Linked DNA regions of Sus scrofa: region 2 is linked to region 1. A link is a contact called in public Hi-C data. All regions are on one chromosome and are shown on one strand. The core of a region is the stretch at or near the end of the contact, and the rest is flanking DNA. Distances in the headings are between cores, read along the strand shown.

The links. Hi-C and Micro-C count contacts between places; a contact is called where the count stands out from the background.
Region 2: a contact with region 1 is called in a Hi-C map of skeletal muscle, with 8 times the contacts expected there. The contact joins the promoter of STMN1 here to the promoter of AUNIP in region 1. A contact is called at or near these places in 3 of 47 Hi-C or Micro-C datasets (heart right ventricle, liver and skeletal muscle).

What each region holds. Positions count from the first base shown.
Region 1 is chr6:83,313,126-83,320,612 of Sscrofa11.1, forward strand. AUNIP (aurora kinase A and ninein-interacting protein) reads right to left here and starts at 3,517. Exons shown (of 3, transcript XM_013999063.2): 1 at 3,092-3,517. The coding sequence starts at 3,175. PAQR7 (progestin and adipoQ receptor family member VII) reads right to left here. Exons shown (of 3, transcript NM_213739.1): 3 at 5,287-7,374. The coding sequence starts at 7,353. The coding sequence ends at 6,301. It also overlaps the pseudogene LOC110261117.
Region 2 is chr6:83,356,958-83,364,444 of Sscrofa11.1, forward strand. It overlaps STMN1 (stathmin 1), which reads right to left and starts at 3,378. Exons shown (of 4, transcript NM_001009582.1): 1 at 3,346-3,378; 2 at 2,689-2,861; 3 at 401-592. The coding sequence starts at 3,358.

The DNA.
Region 1 (7,487 bases), core at 2,267-4,766:
ACTTAGGCCACAGGTAACAGAAACCTGAGAGAAAGACTGTAAACCAAGAGGGTGTTTATCCTCATGTATCGAGAAATCCAAAAGACTGGTGCAGCAGCTCTATCCAAGCTCCTTGAGTCTTTCCATTGTACCAAGCAGAACAAGGGCTATCTTCATCCCCCAAAATGGCTCTGCTACTCCTTGGCTTCATGTCTGTGCTCCAGGCAGGATACAGAAAGAAGAACAAAGGTTCATGCTTGCCAAATCTGTCCTTCTGCAACCTAGCAGTTGTATTAAACAGACTTCCACTAGTATTTTTTTTTTTTTTTACTGTTTCGTCAACTATAGTCACCATGTGATACAACAGATTCTAACTTATATCATGATCCCTTGTATTAGATCCTAACTTGTTCAAGATCCACTTGTATATATTTCTTAACTTGCCAAAGCTGTGGCCTCCCTTAGCAAGAGCTGGGGAAGTACTGGCAACTAGGCACATGATCTTCTCCTTCATCCAAAGTGGAGTTCTGCTAATAAGGAAGGTAAAACACAAAACACAGGATCTGTTTAATTACAAAATCCCCTGTAGCTACTAATGTCAGGTTTTTTAATTTTACTGACCTGGAAAAATGCTCGGGATATGTCAAAAGTAGAACAGAGAACATGTAGAATAAAACCACAGTTTTGTTTACAAAAATAGCTGCTGTTACAACCTATGCCACAGCTGTGACTATGCCAGATCCTTAACCCACTGTGCTGGCCAGGGATCGAACCTGCGTTCTAGGGCTACAGAGATGCCACAGATTCTGTTGTGCCACAGCAGGAACTCCCAAAAGGGTATTACTGATGGATAGACAGTTTTTATCTTACTGAATATTTTCTGTAGTGTCTAAATTTTCTCCAATATTATCTTTATAATAGGAGGAAATGTTATTTTTAAAATACCCCCTAAATTTTTTTTTTGTGTGTGTGTCTTTTTTTGTTGTTGTTGTTGTTGCTATTTCTTGGGCCGCTCCCTCGGCATATGGAGGTTCCCAGGCTAGGGGCTGAATTGGAGCTGTAGCCACCGGCCTAGGCCAGAGCCACAGCAACTCGGGATCCGAGCCACGTCTGCAACCTACACCACAGCTCACGGCAACGCCGGATCGTTAACCCACTGAGCAAGGGCAGGGACCGAACCCGCAACTTCATGGTTCCTAGTCAGATTCGTTAACCACTGCGCCACGACGGGAACTCCTAAAATACCCCCTAAATTCTTAAAGAAGACTAAGTCCAAAATATTTTACACTTATTCACTTTCATCTTCACTGTCAAAAGAAAGGACGCTACTGTTTCCTTTTTTTTTTTTTTTTTTTTGGTCTTTTTCTTGTCTGTTTAGGGCCTCATCCATGACATATGGAAGTTCCCAGGCTAAGGACTGAATCCCTAGGATTGAGCTGCAACTGCCGGCCTACACCACAGCAACACTGGATCCGAGGCTACGTCTGCTACCTACACCACAGCTCATGGCAATGCTAGATCCTTAACCCACTGAGCAAGGCCAGGGATCAAACCTGCATCTTCACGGACACTAGTCAGGTTCATTAACACTAAGCCACGACAGGAAGTCCAGAAGACTACTGTTTCTGATTTGCTTTTATGAGTTCTTTTTAACTAAGTCTTATTTATTTCATCGTCTTTTTTTGAGCTTGCTGTTAAACCCAAATACTTTTCATCTGAGCAACACTTCACTGGTTTTCAATACAACATTCTTCCATCAGCTGAAGCTGGTTCTTCATCTGCTCTGGCAGCCTTAATTTCTGCTTTAATCTTCCTGACTTCTTCAGCTGACAGGGCTCGCTTTTTCAAAACCACCACTTAGAAGTGTTATTTTCTTTGTCACTGTGATCACCATCTTCATCTGGGAGCTGAGGCAGGATTCCTTGGTTTCTTCAGGGGTCCCTTCCCTGCAGCCAACCCATTCCTTGAAACAGGCCAGGAAAGCCGACTTGACTAGCCCCATGTAGATCACCTGGTTCTGCTTGCTTATGGCCGCTCTGGGGAAAAACAGGCTCCCCCTCCACCACCTCCACCACCACCACCACCTGGAGATTGTCTCACCAAACTTTTTGAGTATCTGCCACTTATAAGGCATGTGATATACCAGCAAAGTGCCTGACACATAGTAAGCACTCAATAAATTACATATTGCTATTATGTATACATCTGTTTTCTTCCCCCACAAGACTGTAATAAACTTGAGGAAGAATCCTGCCCTTAGGGTCTGTTTTGAAGCTATTTTTCAAGTGTAAAATGAATATCATTATATCACTACTGTGTAGATGAGTACCAAACAAGGTAATTCATCTGAAATAGCACAATCTCCAGCTTAAAATGCTCAATAAACATGAACTATTATAGCATCCTTTTGCTTTTCTGTAATAACTAACAGAGACTCTTGCATATGTGCCAAACCTGGGTGTAATTTTCAATTCTCCTAGTTGGGTGAACCTGGGTTAATTACCTCACCTGCGTTTCCTTATTCCGCTAAGGGAGATGCTACATATAATACACATTAAATACTTAACACAGTATTTTTGGCACCCAGAGGATGCTCAATAAATATCAGGCCAGCTCCCCTTCCAGTCTCATCTATTTTTTACCCCCTACAGTTTACAAGTTCTGGGCAGGTAAATGGCCGGCAACCTGGCAAGGAGGGACCCACAGGGCAAGAACTAGCCAAGTTTGCATAAGCAGCCAGCCCTCCACACTTCATCCTCAGCTACCGTCCCGTAGGGGCTGTGAGCTCCTAAGGAGTCTGCTCCATTACGCTCTTCCGGGCAAATTTTCCCTCCACCTTCTCCCCTCACCTCGAAACTTCGCTGCCCCAGGGTCTCCACATCCCTCCACGGCCTGCCTGCCTTCCGCCCCCATTTTCTCTTCACTCCTCCCAAACCCTGCTTTTCAACCTTCTTCAGACTCCAATCCCTCTCTCCCCTAAACTTCCAAAGTTGTTCCGACTCGGCCCCCGACTTTACCCCCATCACCTTCTTGTCCCCCCCAAACTCCTCCCTTCTCATGCCTTCGGGGCCCCAAACCCTCCCCACCAACCCCTCTGGCCCCGACACCCCACCTGCGCTTTCCGCCTCTTCAGCGCCGCCGCGTCCAGCCACACGCCGCAGGCCTCCTCCTCCTCCTCCGGGCCTCTCCGCCTCATGGCCGGTGAAGAGAACAAGCCGAAGCAACTCACCGCTGAGTCTCAGGCCGCCTTAGGGAACCACCATAACAGACCCCGCCGAAGTTTAGATCTCGCGCCAACGCTGGGGGTGGAGCAACGGCGCGTCCGCCCGGCGCAGGCACCGCCCCCAGCGTCAGCTCCGCCCCAGCTCAGGCTCCGCCCCTCTCCTAAGCCCAATGGGATGGATACCTTCACTACCACCTCAACAGATCTGATTCGTCGTGAGCCTTTCCAGTTACCAAGGCGCGTTCTTTACGGATTTCTCATTCAAGAGTTGTACTCCGGGAGTTCCCTTCCTGGCTCAGCGGAAACGAATGTGACGAGCATCCGTGAGGACGCAGTCCGATCTCTGGCGTCACTCAGTGGGTTAAAGATCCGGCGTTGCTGTGAGCTGTGGTGTGAGCTGTGGTGTAGGTCGCAGATGCGGCTCGCATCCAGGGTGGCTGTGGCTGTGGCCGGGGCCATAGCTCCGATTTGATCCCTAGACTGGGAACCACCATATGCCTTCGGTCCGGCCCTAAGAAGCACCAAAAAAAAAAAAAGAATTGTATTCTGAAACTGTGCTATATGAACGTGTTCCCGACGTTGCACAAGGAATGCGCGTTTTCTTTTTGCTGAGTTAGTTGCACTTTCTTATAACCATCAGGGCTCAGAGTTTGCCATGTCTCACAGGTGAATCTTCAAGAACATCTCAAAAGGAAGAGGAGGAGCTGAAGCTCTGGTCCTCCAACTCCAAAGCTGGGGTCCTCAAGACTACCCTAAATGGATTACTTTTGTAATTCAAAACAAAAAAAAAGTTTAACTATGAAACCACATGGGAGAGGATTTAGAAAACGTTAAGGAGAATGAAAACTAAAAATTTGGAGTCAGGAACTAGCTTTCAGTCCTGCTTTCACCACTTACTCTATGGCGTTGGATTTTAAAGATTAAGTTTTGTGAAAGTATTTTGTATATTCTGAAAGCTCTTCAGAAATGCAAAAAACGCTGGTAACCCATCCATCCTTCTTTTATCTGTAACCACAATCTCTATAGATGTAATATATATAACAGGTTATTTTAGCAATGGAGTGTTACTTTTTTTTCATCCAGGATTTTTTTTTTTTTTTTTTGCTTTGCTTACCTGTACTTCCTAATTTCCCTCACTGTACATATATTGATCTATATTGCTTGTGTACTGTGGAAATGGCAATAGTGTAAACATTAACATATAACAACATTATAAAAAGTTAACATAAAGATCCTTGATTGAAAGTCCAAAATTGAAATCTTTGTCAAAGTATATATTTAAACACATTCTTTTATTTTTTATTTTTTATTTTTTTGTCTTTTTGTCTTTTTTGTCTTTTGTTGTTGTTGTTGTTGCTGTTTCTTGGGCCGCTCCCGCGGCATATGGAGATTCCCAGGCTGGGGGTTGAATCGGAGCTGTAGCCACCGGCCTACGCCAGAGCCACAGCAACGCAGGATCCGAGCCGCGTCTGCAACCTACACCACAGCTCACGGCAATGCTGGATCATTAACCCACTGAGCAAGGGCAGGGATCGAACCCGCAACCTCATGGTTCCTAGTCGGATTCGTTAACCACTGCGCCACGACGGGAACTCCCACATTCTTTTAATTTGGGGGGGGCACACATGCAGCATATGGAAGTTCCCAGGCTAGGGGTCGAATCAGAGCTACAGCTGCCGGTCTATGCCAGAGCCACAGCAACTTGCGATCCAAGCTGCATCTGCAACCTACATGCCGGATACTTAACCCACTGAGCAAAGCCAGGGATCAAACCTGCATCCTCATAGATACTAGTCGGGTTCATTATCCCTGAGCCACAATGGGAATTCCCACATTCTTTTAATTTCTAAAACTTATTTAGTGATAAAACTGCCTCTACCTATCCCACCAAAAAAAAAGTTCACATACATAGTGAATAAGGTGCCAACCCCAACCCCAGGCAAAGATAAAGCAGGAACTACCCCCTCCTCCCTGTGCCCACCCTCAGCTTCCCCCTGAAAACCTCCTCCAACACCCTGAGCAGGCCTAAAGGGGCACCAGGGTCCCCTCTCTAGGATAGGACACAAAAAACAAAGAGGCATCTGTTACCACAGTCACTTTATTGCACCCAGGACATGTCAAGGCCCAAACTACCCCTCACTCCAACCCCAGTGAACTCTCCCTTCCACACCTCTTAGTCTTCGGACAGGTTTTTCCCTCTTCCTGGAATACCCTTCTCCTTTTCCATCTGCAAACTCCTAGTCACCCTTCCCAACCCAAGACCCTGAGGGTCCCAGGCAGTACTACTTATTCCCTCCTCAGTGCTTCCCCTTACAGTTCATTCCGATCTTAAAGCCTTCACCATCCTGTATTGATCCACAGGGCCCAGTCAGTGGCCTGGCTCTGAGAAAAGGCCCAAGAAACAATGAATGGATAAACACTGAATCGTGAGTAAGGGAACTGGGAAAGTTGCTGGGAACAGGATGTGTAGGACACAGAGGTTTGAGCTAGGAGGGTTGGGGCTCGCTGTCTGGGACAGGGACTAAAAAAGTATGGGACACTGGATGGGATCCATTTCTACCTGGCATTATCTTCTACTTTTGGGGACGCTCTGGAACACTAAAATTCCGGGCTGGGGTTCAAGGTTCTGCACACATTCTGGGCCTGCCCTTTCCCTATCCACCAGAGAAATCTGAATAGAGGGGGTATTGCTGACGCTTCCCATCTCTCAGCTCACATCTGACTCTGACCTAAATCCCAACTTCACCCACTCCCGGATTGTCTGGAAGCCCTGGACCAGGGTCTTGGCCCCAGCTGATCCCCCATCCTCACTTCTAAGTAAAAGACAATGCAGGGAGGCAAACCTGGGTGTCCCAAATCCTTCTTTCCCTCTCGCAGGGCAGGGAGCTGGGACAGGCCCAGGACTGGACCCCAACATCTCCAGCCAATCCGCAAATTCAAAGACTGGCCAGTGCCACCCTTGGCAGCTGGGGCATACACAGAAAGTCATTGCGAGCCAGACACAAACAACTTTACCAGGGCTTGTTCCCATCTGGAGCCAAGCCCGGACCCTTGGGCCCCCATTACACCTCCCTCCCTCCTAGCTGCCACCCCACCGTTCACTGGGTCTTCCGATCGAGATCGAGTTTGCGTCGTACCAGCTGGCTCAGGAGGAACGCGGTAAGGATGCTGCTGCCTACGGTGAGCAAGAAGAGGCCGGAGAAGTTGTGGGGCCAGCGGGTATGCAGAGGCTCATAGATGGGCCGCCGGGCCTCATAGTCTAGCGCCACAGCCTCCAGCTGAGCCAGCGTGCACAGCACCAAGAAAACATGGAAGAGCTGGTGGCCCTGCCCAAAGATGTGACAGCTGCCAGGGAACCAGCGCTCAGGCATGAAGGCAGAGAAGAAAGCAGCAGCCAGTAGAAAGAAGACCACCTGGCATTTGTGGTAGAGAAGAGCCGGGTCGTCTGTGGCAGGTTCCGGGGACGCGAGGATGCGGTGCGCCACGGGGCTGATGTCCAGCGCGTAGGCCAGCGCTGAGGGCACCTCCTGGCAAGTGCGGCCCAGCAGGCCGGGTTTCTGGATGTACTTGTTGTAGCAGGAGCCAGTGCAGGACAGCCAGGCGAGAAAGGCAGCCATGGGCAGGAAAATGGTCTGCACCTGGGCATGCCAGGCGGGCTCGATGGCATAGTAGAAGTGCGCCAGGGCACTGCCAAACTGGTACACGGCCACACCCACATAGTCCAGGAAGAAGAAGCTGTAATGCCAGAACTCAGACTTGGCCTGCAGGAGGTGAGCCAAGGCACTGAGGGAGAGGTAGGTGAAGGAGGCCAGGACAATGATGAAGAGGGGCAGGGCATGTGGGTCTCCCCAGAAGTCCACGGTCCCCACAAAGATGGCCAGCCGCAGCAGCAGCACCAGGGCAGCCAGCAGGTGGGTCCAGACGTTCACCGCCTCGTTGTGCTGCTGGAACAGTGTGCGGAAGTAGAACCGCCAGGTCTGATGCAGCGGCCGGTAGCCCACGTAGATGTATGGCTTCCAGAAGAGGGGCGGCACCTCAGCTCGGTCCACAGTGAACACAGGCTCTGGGTGCACAGACGGCTGAGGCTCCGGATGGACCTGTCGCAAACTGGGCAGGAGGTGGCTGAGCTTCTGGGCCACCATCGTGGCCATGGCTGTGGGTGGGGCAGGGAGCTGGGGAGAGGCCCAAGCAAAGTCAGGGGGGCTGGTGTGCTGACCCTCCCGCCCCAAGAGCAGCCGCTGGGCGGCTGTGCTGCCCAGTTCTCCCCCCACCCTGTTCCCCATTC
Region 2 (7,487 bases), core at 2,128-4,627, 44 kb after region 1:
CAAGTAAAAAAGCCTGCCAAGTCCCACCCGCAACAGGCTCAACTCGGCATCAGTAAATATGTTATACAATACACATAATAATATGCTAGTATTATATAATTATACACCATGGGAATCACATAATTAGAGTTCTAAGACATCATCTTTGAACTTCCTGGGTCACTCATGGGACTTAATGACTGAGCTTGCTATTGTTCTTTCAAAGAATGTTCAGTTGTGTTGGAAATTACCGAATATTCCACCTTAATTTAAAATAAGATGCCTCTGATTTAACATGTTAGGCCCCCAAATCGATGACAAAGACACCAAGCGTGTGATCAAGGTCAAGAGTTCAAGCCACTTCAGCGGTGCATTGAACTCCAAGCGCTTAACCCCCTCAAAGCCACGAAGAGACACCAACCTTCTCCCGCAAACGTTCCAGCTTGGCGGCCATCTGCGCCTCTCGGTTCTCTTTGTTGGCTTCCATTTTGTGGGTCAGCTTCTCCTCCGCCATTTTACTGAAATTGTTGTTCTCCTCGATTGCTTTCTGAAGCACCTCCTTCTCGTGCTCCCGTTTCTCAGCAAGCTGCTTCAAGACCTCAGCTTCATGGGACTGGAAAAAAGTTTAATAGGCTAGAGTCTCTGAAACCTTCTTTAGTATCAGTTACAATCACAAAAGAAATTAGCAAAATACTGTGAAAATTACATTCTTTTTCTAGTATTTGTATTTAACTCCAGCTGCCCATGTTTCTTCAGAGTCTTGCCCAATTACTCCTTAAGGAAATCTTTGAAAGATTTACTGCGTAATGGTATCAAGATAACCAGAGTGATACGCATTTAGGAATGGCATTTTACTGTAAGAAAGTCTGGTTTTTTAACTTCAAAGGCTACCCTAAAGAATATGAGTTCATTATAAAAAATATAACCATACCAATAAAAAGAAAATACATGGAAATGACAGAAATTTCAGACTAAGCCTCCAGATTACTATTTAAACCAGAAGTTTTATTTCAAGGAAAAGCTTGTTAACTGTTCTCTGTGGAAGCTGCGTTAACTTCCAGACCACTGGAGTTCTGTTACCACGGCACCTCCTTCAAAACACTCAGAATCGCTTGTTACCAAACAGATTCCTATGTGTTTGGATGCATCAACTTGCCGGAAAACCTTGGAGCATCTGCCACTGGTTCTGTTAATTCTTTTCTGCAAAACCCCAGTCGTGATAAGAGTTTCACTATATTTAGCCAGTTACTATGTAAAGCACAGGCTAATGACTACAGGGTCAGGGTTAATTCCTTAAAAAGTATCTGTCCAGCCTTCGGCTGCATCTCTTCCATGAACTCAAACTATGTGAATTTCATCATCAAACTCCACCAACTCACACTAAACAGCAGAGCAGGTAGGAGATGAAGCACCACTCCAAACAGCCTCTTCCTGGGGAAGTAATTCAGTGCTGACAGTGGGTCAGCGCACATACATAAAACATGTGGCACTGAAAGATGCACAGTACGTGCTACAGCAGCTTAAAAAGGGACCCAAATGTGTGTGTGTGGTTTAAATGTACCAGACTTCAAAGCACTAGCTGTGTTGGTAGCAGGCAGGTTACTACTCCTTCATCCCACTAATTTAAAAATTAAACCACTTACTTCAATCAGGGTTATTGGAAGGGGGGACTAAATGAAAATTTATGTAAAGTTCTTAATGAATAGAATAACACTAAATAGAGGGAAATACACCAAAAGGTTAACAACAGTTATTTCTGTGAAGGAGGATAATGAATACTTTTAATTTCCTATTTATAAACTTCTGTGGTTCTCAATTTTTCTATAACAAGCACATTAACGTTTGCTGACTTTTCCGATCAGTGTTTAGATGGCTACTTTATAACAGAGGTGCTTAGAAAAGAGAAGAGCTAGCAGTTCCCATTGTGCTTAGCGGGTAACGAACCCGACTAGCATCCATGAGGATGCGGGTTCAATGCCTGGCCTCGCTCAGGGAGTTAAGGATCCGGCTGTGAGCTGTGGTATAGGTCGCAGACACGGCTCAGATCCCACATTGCTGTGGCTGTGGCGTAGGCTGGCAGCTGTAGCTCCAATTCAACCCCTAGCGTGGGAAATTCCATATGCCACGAGTTCGGCCCTAAAAAAAAAAAAAAAAGGAAAAGAGCTGTCACGATATCAGTGAGCCAGCTGAGCAACACAATCACATTACTAGCAATTTAAAATGTTTTTATTGTCCAGGTCTCAAAAGACAAAACAAAATAAAAAACCACACACACACACGAACCCAAAAAACATATCAAAACCCCAAAACATAGAGACAAAAAGAAAAAAAGAATCTTCCACCAACAAATCTATTTTTCAAAGAGAAAGCATGAGAAGCATGAACTTTGGTTTCAGACAGACCTGGGTGTGAATTCTGGCTCCGACACTCACTAGCTATATGACTTGGGAAAATGACTTACATTCCCAAGACCATTTTCTAATCTGGTCTTTCAGAGCACACCTACTCTCCAGCGTCACTGCAGAAAAGGAGGACAATGAGAGTACAGGAGAGGGTACGTGTAACAGGAGCCCAGTAAATGATAACTGGTATTTATTCCTCCCACTGGCATATCTAGCCACAATTCTGTTTTCCTCTTGTTATGGAAATAAAACAGATTTGCCACATTACATTAAAAAAATACCCTGCTTTCTGTGAACTGATGTTTACCTTGCGTCTTTCTTCTGCAGCTTCTAATTTCTTCTGAATTTCCTCCAGGGAAAGATCCTTCTTCTTTGGAGGGGAAAGGGGGAATTCTGGGACGGATTCTTTTGATCGAGGGCTGAGAATCAGCTCAAAAGCCTGGCCTGAGGCACGCTTCTCCAGCTCCTTCACCTGGATATCTGGATTTTATGATTTTTATATCATATTTATAACACACTCAGAAAAATAGTTTTCCTGTTCTAATAGGCTGTTCTATTTTCTAAAAACCAAATCAATTTACTGAACAGAATTAGGGCTGATGAAGCAGCTGTGTTTATTGGAAGAAATTATCTAAACACCTCCCAGAAAAACAAAGCTCAACATTTTTGGGCTAATAAACACCATTCTGAGACATCAGTATTTGACAATCATTTTCTCAAACAAAAAAAAGTTGTGCAGAACTCCACATTATGCTTTAGGCCAAGTCAAATCATCTAATAATGAAACAATTAATTATGAGCTGTCAGTACATTCAAGTGACAATAATTTTTTCTTCTTTATAAAACAGATTTCTTAGTAAGACCACAACACTAGTGCCAAATTAAAGGCATAAGACCTGAGCCATCTCCTATTCTCAAATTAGAAGCCCGTGGCAAATTCAGCTTTTTCAAATAGATTACCTACCAGAAGAAGCCATGGTGAATAGAAGACAAGAGACTGGCAGTGTATTCTACACAATCCACTGGCAAGGAAAACCCTGAAAATGATTTTCAAAAGCACGCAATCAAATTTTTTGCATTTCTATGTCATGAATTCAAAGGGACTTCAAATCATATCCATACAAATTAAGGCCAGAAAAATTACTACTGTGAAATTAAATAAGACATCATTAGCCAGAAAATTTTATCTATAAAATACTCAAACACTGGGAAACCTGAATTGAATAGAATGCTGGTTGCAGAAGATCAAGTTAACTGAGCTTGCCTGTACAAAACACACTTCGATTCTTAAAACTAGACAAGGTTTAAATCACAAGATTTTTCTTCCCCTAATAAACTCTAAACTTTCCTCCCTGGCGAGAAGATATTCCAGATTCAACTCAACAGTGAGACCGGAGCCATCTTAACACTGCCTACAACTCATTGTGCAAATGGAACACCCACCCCTGCTTTGTCTGTGTCTGCCATGGTGTAAAACAAAACGCCCAAGCTAATATTAACCAATAATGTCGAACGCCTATTGTTCCTGCGGTTTAAGCTCCTCGTCCTACAGCGGGTAACACTAATTTTATGAACCTCAAGGTTTTAGATTACAATATTTGATGGTTTGTGTAGAATTTTCTCATGAAAAATTCTACATCCCTTCATTTTTTTTTAGGTCATGAATCTTGTAAACCCCAAGCTAGTACCAAAAACGTAGGAATACAGGTTCTCAGCAGCTGGAATTTAAAATCCGAAGCAGCGAAACGATCTAACCCCGGCGGAGCATTAGACTCAACATCAACCCCAGGATGGGCGTGGCCCTGGTCCAGGAGAGGAAAAGCGGCCAGCCGCCCCCGGCCAATCAAAGCACACCCTGCACACCAGCCCCTGGCCCCGCCCCCTTCCTCCCCGCGCCTTTTCGAATCTCCCCGAACTCACAACACCCGAGCCCGCGCGCGTGGGAAGGGGAGGGATGGGCGGGGCTAACGGTCCTATCCGGGTAACTCCGCCCTTCCCGGGCTCGCCCTGCGCAGACGCCCCCCTTCCCTACTCCCGCCAAAAACACCTTGAGGTGGCCCCCATCCCGGGTGCAGCTCGGCGGGTGGAGCAGTCCCCGGGAAAAGGCAGTGGGGTAGTCCTGCCGTCGGCTCGCCGCCTCTTTCCTTTGCTTCCAACCAACCTGCCGCCACCCAAGCTGTCTGCGCCCCCCGCCGCGAGAATGGAGAGCTCTCGTGGGGTGTCACCCTCTTGGAACAGCCCCACAGTCAGTCGGCGAGGGCGCGGCCCTGGTCGCCCAGAGTCTGGCCCTAAGGCCGCTGCTCCCTGGGGGCGCCGCCCCGCCCCCTTCAGACAATGGGGACCCCAGCGGGGCTGCACCTGCAAGGCGAGAGCCTACGCCCCCTATTGTCTTCTAGATGGTACCCTGGGGCTAACGCTAGGGGCTCGTTCAGCTGGCCGCGCCCCTTCCCCACGACAGCCGCGCCCCCAGGGAGCGGGGACAAAGCCGAGGCTCCGCCCGAGCCACACACAAAGCGCTACGACCCCCGCCCGCCAGACCCTCCGGGGCTCACGGCCCCGCCCGCCGCCCTCCAGCAGGGGGCCGCTGCCAAGGCCCGGCCCCTCCCGCCGGCCGCCACCCTCTCGCAGCCCGCAGCCCGCCACCGCCTCCTGCTAGAGCCCTGCACCCACCTGCTCGGTCCGAGCCGCCTGGCCACACTCTGAGCACCAACAGACCCGGGCGCGCACAAAAGCGCCAAGCAGCGGCACGTGACCTCCTCGCAGGGATCAGCATTGGCTGAAAGCGGCAGCACGTGCCGGCCCCTCCCCCCACAGCCCTTGGTGGGCCCCGCCTCTGGAGACCCCGGAGCACCTCGGGAAGTGTAGTTCAGGCTGGCTAGGCAGGGGGACAATGCGAGGGGTGAGGGCTACTTAGGGTGTCCCCAGCTGAAAGCCGGGGGCCAGAGTGGTTATTTGGCCGTGGAGGAGGGAGATGCAGTGACCACTGCCTGGGTCTGAACCAGTTCTCCCATCCTTAGAAAAAGGGCAGGGCGGGGTCCCTCTCTACCTCTCAGAGTGTGGCCTCCTGGACTCCGCCCCTGTGGAGCCGCTAGCCCTACATCGCTCCAAGGGCAGCACTCCGGCAGCGTATTGTCCCTCCGGCGCCCTACCCTGTGCAGCCTCCTAAAACGCCCAAGCCCTTGTGACAGGACAATGCCACCCTACGTCCCTGCAAGATCCCCTGCGCCGGGCGCCCTACCTGGCCATCCGCCTGTCACCTGTATTGTGACATCATCATCAGCCCACTCTGCCCTAACAGGTCACGGGCGTGGCCCTTAACTCATTGTTTGCGTTCTAGCTACCACGTTAGGGTCCCTGAGTTGGTGACCAGAGACCTGCGGGAAGGGGCGGGGTGGGGAGAGTGAAAGGCTACGGAATTTGATCTCCTTTGGTCTAACAAAGTCACTAGACTTAAATGAAGACTCCATCTGTTCAGCCATGCCTTTTGCCGGAAGATAGGGAAGGAAGAGCTATAGCAGTTCTCGACTACACAGACTGCAGTTAAGTGTTGCTTTTGTTCTTGAAGCACGTGCTCGCGGATCGGTGCTGGGCCCTTTTAAAGAACCAAAACAAAAGAAGCCACAAGGTCACGGTTCCCCCTTCCCTGACAGATGAAGCACAGGAGAAGCACAAAGGAATTTGGTCTGACCCTGGCTATCTTAGAATGACTGGTCTTATTATCACAAAAAGACCAGAGGAAAAAAATAAAATTATGATGGGTCCCAAGCCCCTTCTCTCATTCCCGGACCAAGGCTGTGTCCTGGGTGATGGTCATTACACCAAAGCACCTGCTTTGACATCCTGACTAGGCAGAAGGACACCTTAATTTTATTGATCAGTGGGCTCCACTTCCCCAAGCCAAGAAACAAACACGACCCACTTTGCTGTAACAAGAATCCTATAAGGATTCCCCACGTCCAGCTAGTCACTAGGGAGTTATATGCTGGAGTCAAACACAATTCATAGGTGCCGGACACAAGGAAAACTGGATCATACAGGAGGCAGACACATCACACGAAGCAAACAATTAGCAATGTACTGTTGCCTGAAATATGCTTGTTGAGGCATTTTCTCCAACAATCGCTCTTGTGTGGGGTCGGTTTCTCCCCCGCCCCCAATCTAAATGGTTTTCCCTTAGTCTGTAACCAGGAATAGGAATAATTCAGATTCTAAGCTCCCAGAGGCTTCTCCCTCTCAGACCAAACTTAGCCACCGAACAGCCAGGTGTTTCCATCTGTCAGTTTTCTGAGCAAAATCTCAGAAAACACTAGGAGAGGGGTGGGGATAAGACCTCAATGAAAAGTGACATTTTGGCAGGCAACACACAGTAGCAAGAAACCGACGGCCAAGAGGTCTGTTATCCCCTGAACCAGCCTTTATCTTGAAGTCTTTGTACTCAATCTGGAGGTTTTCAGAGGAAGGTCCCACCCACTTGCTGCATTTTTTTTTTTAAATACAAGAAATTGCCATGCAGAAAAATCTCACGTTTCTGACTATTAATGTTGTGACAGGAAAAAAAAAAATCTTTCAAAACACGGATTATTTCAAAGCACTTACACTGCTTCCACCCCCCCACCTTTTCTTTCTCCCAAGAGCAGATGTCTATTTCCATGGAAACCACAGCTAGGACCGAAGATGTTAGAACTCATATGGATTTTAAAATCTTTTTTAACGATGCCACTCGGCTTCTGGGTTTGTTGTCAGATGCCTGGTCCTACCAATCTCTGTGATAAGGATTTCCTGAGAGCCTCACTGGTGCTTGAGGACTGAGGGGACTGGGGTAAGGTCTCCCCTAGAATGATCCTGTGAATAAAAAAGTGTTGATTCGGTGGGCTGATTCTCGATTCTGTAGGGTGGGGCTGCCTTTCTGAGAACCAGATCACAGCTATATATTGTCAACTCTTGTAAGTGTTCATGTTGGAGCCTTGGAATAGGAAGGGCTTTCAACTGTAAGGAGAGAAAAGAGCTTTGCCATCTCACTTTGGAGAGGGGCAGAAGCTCCCTTCTCAGAAGCTTCCTAAGACTAACATCCAAATCCACTCCCTCCTGAAGTGGCAACAAGGAGTT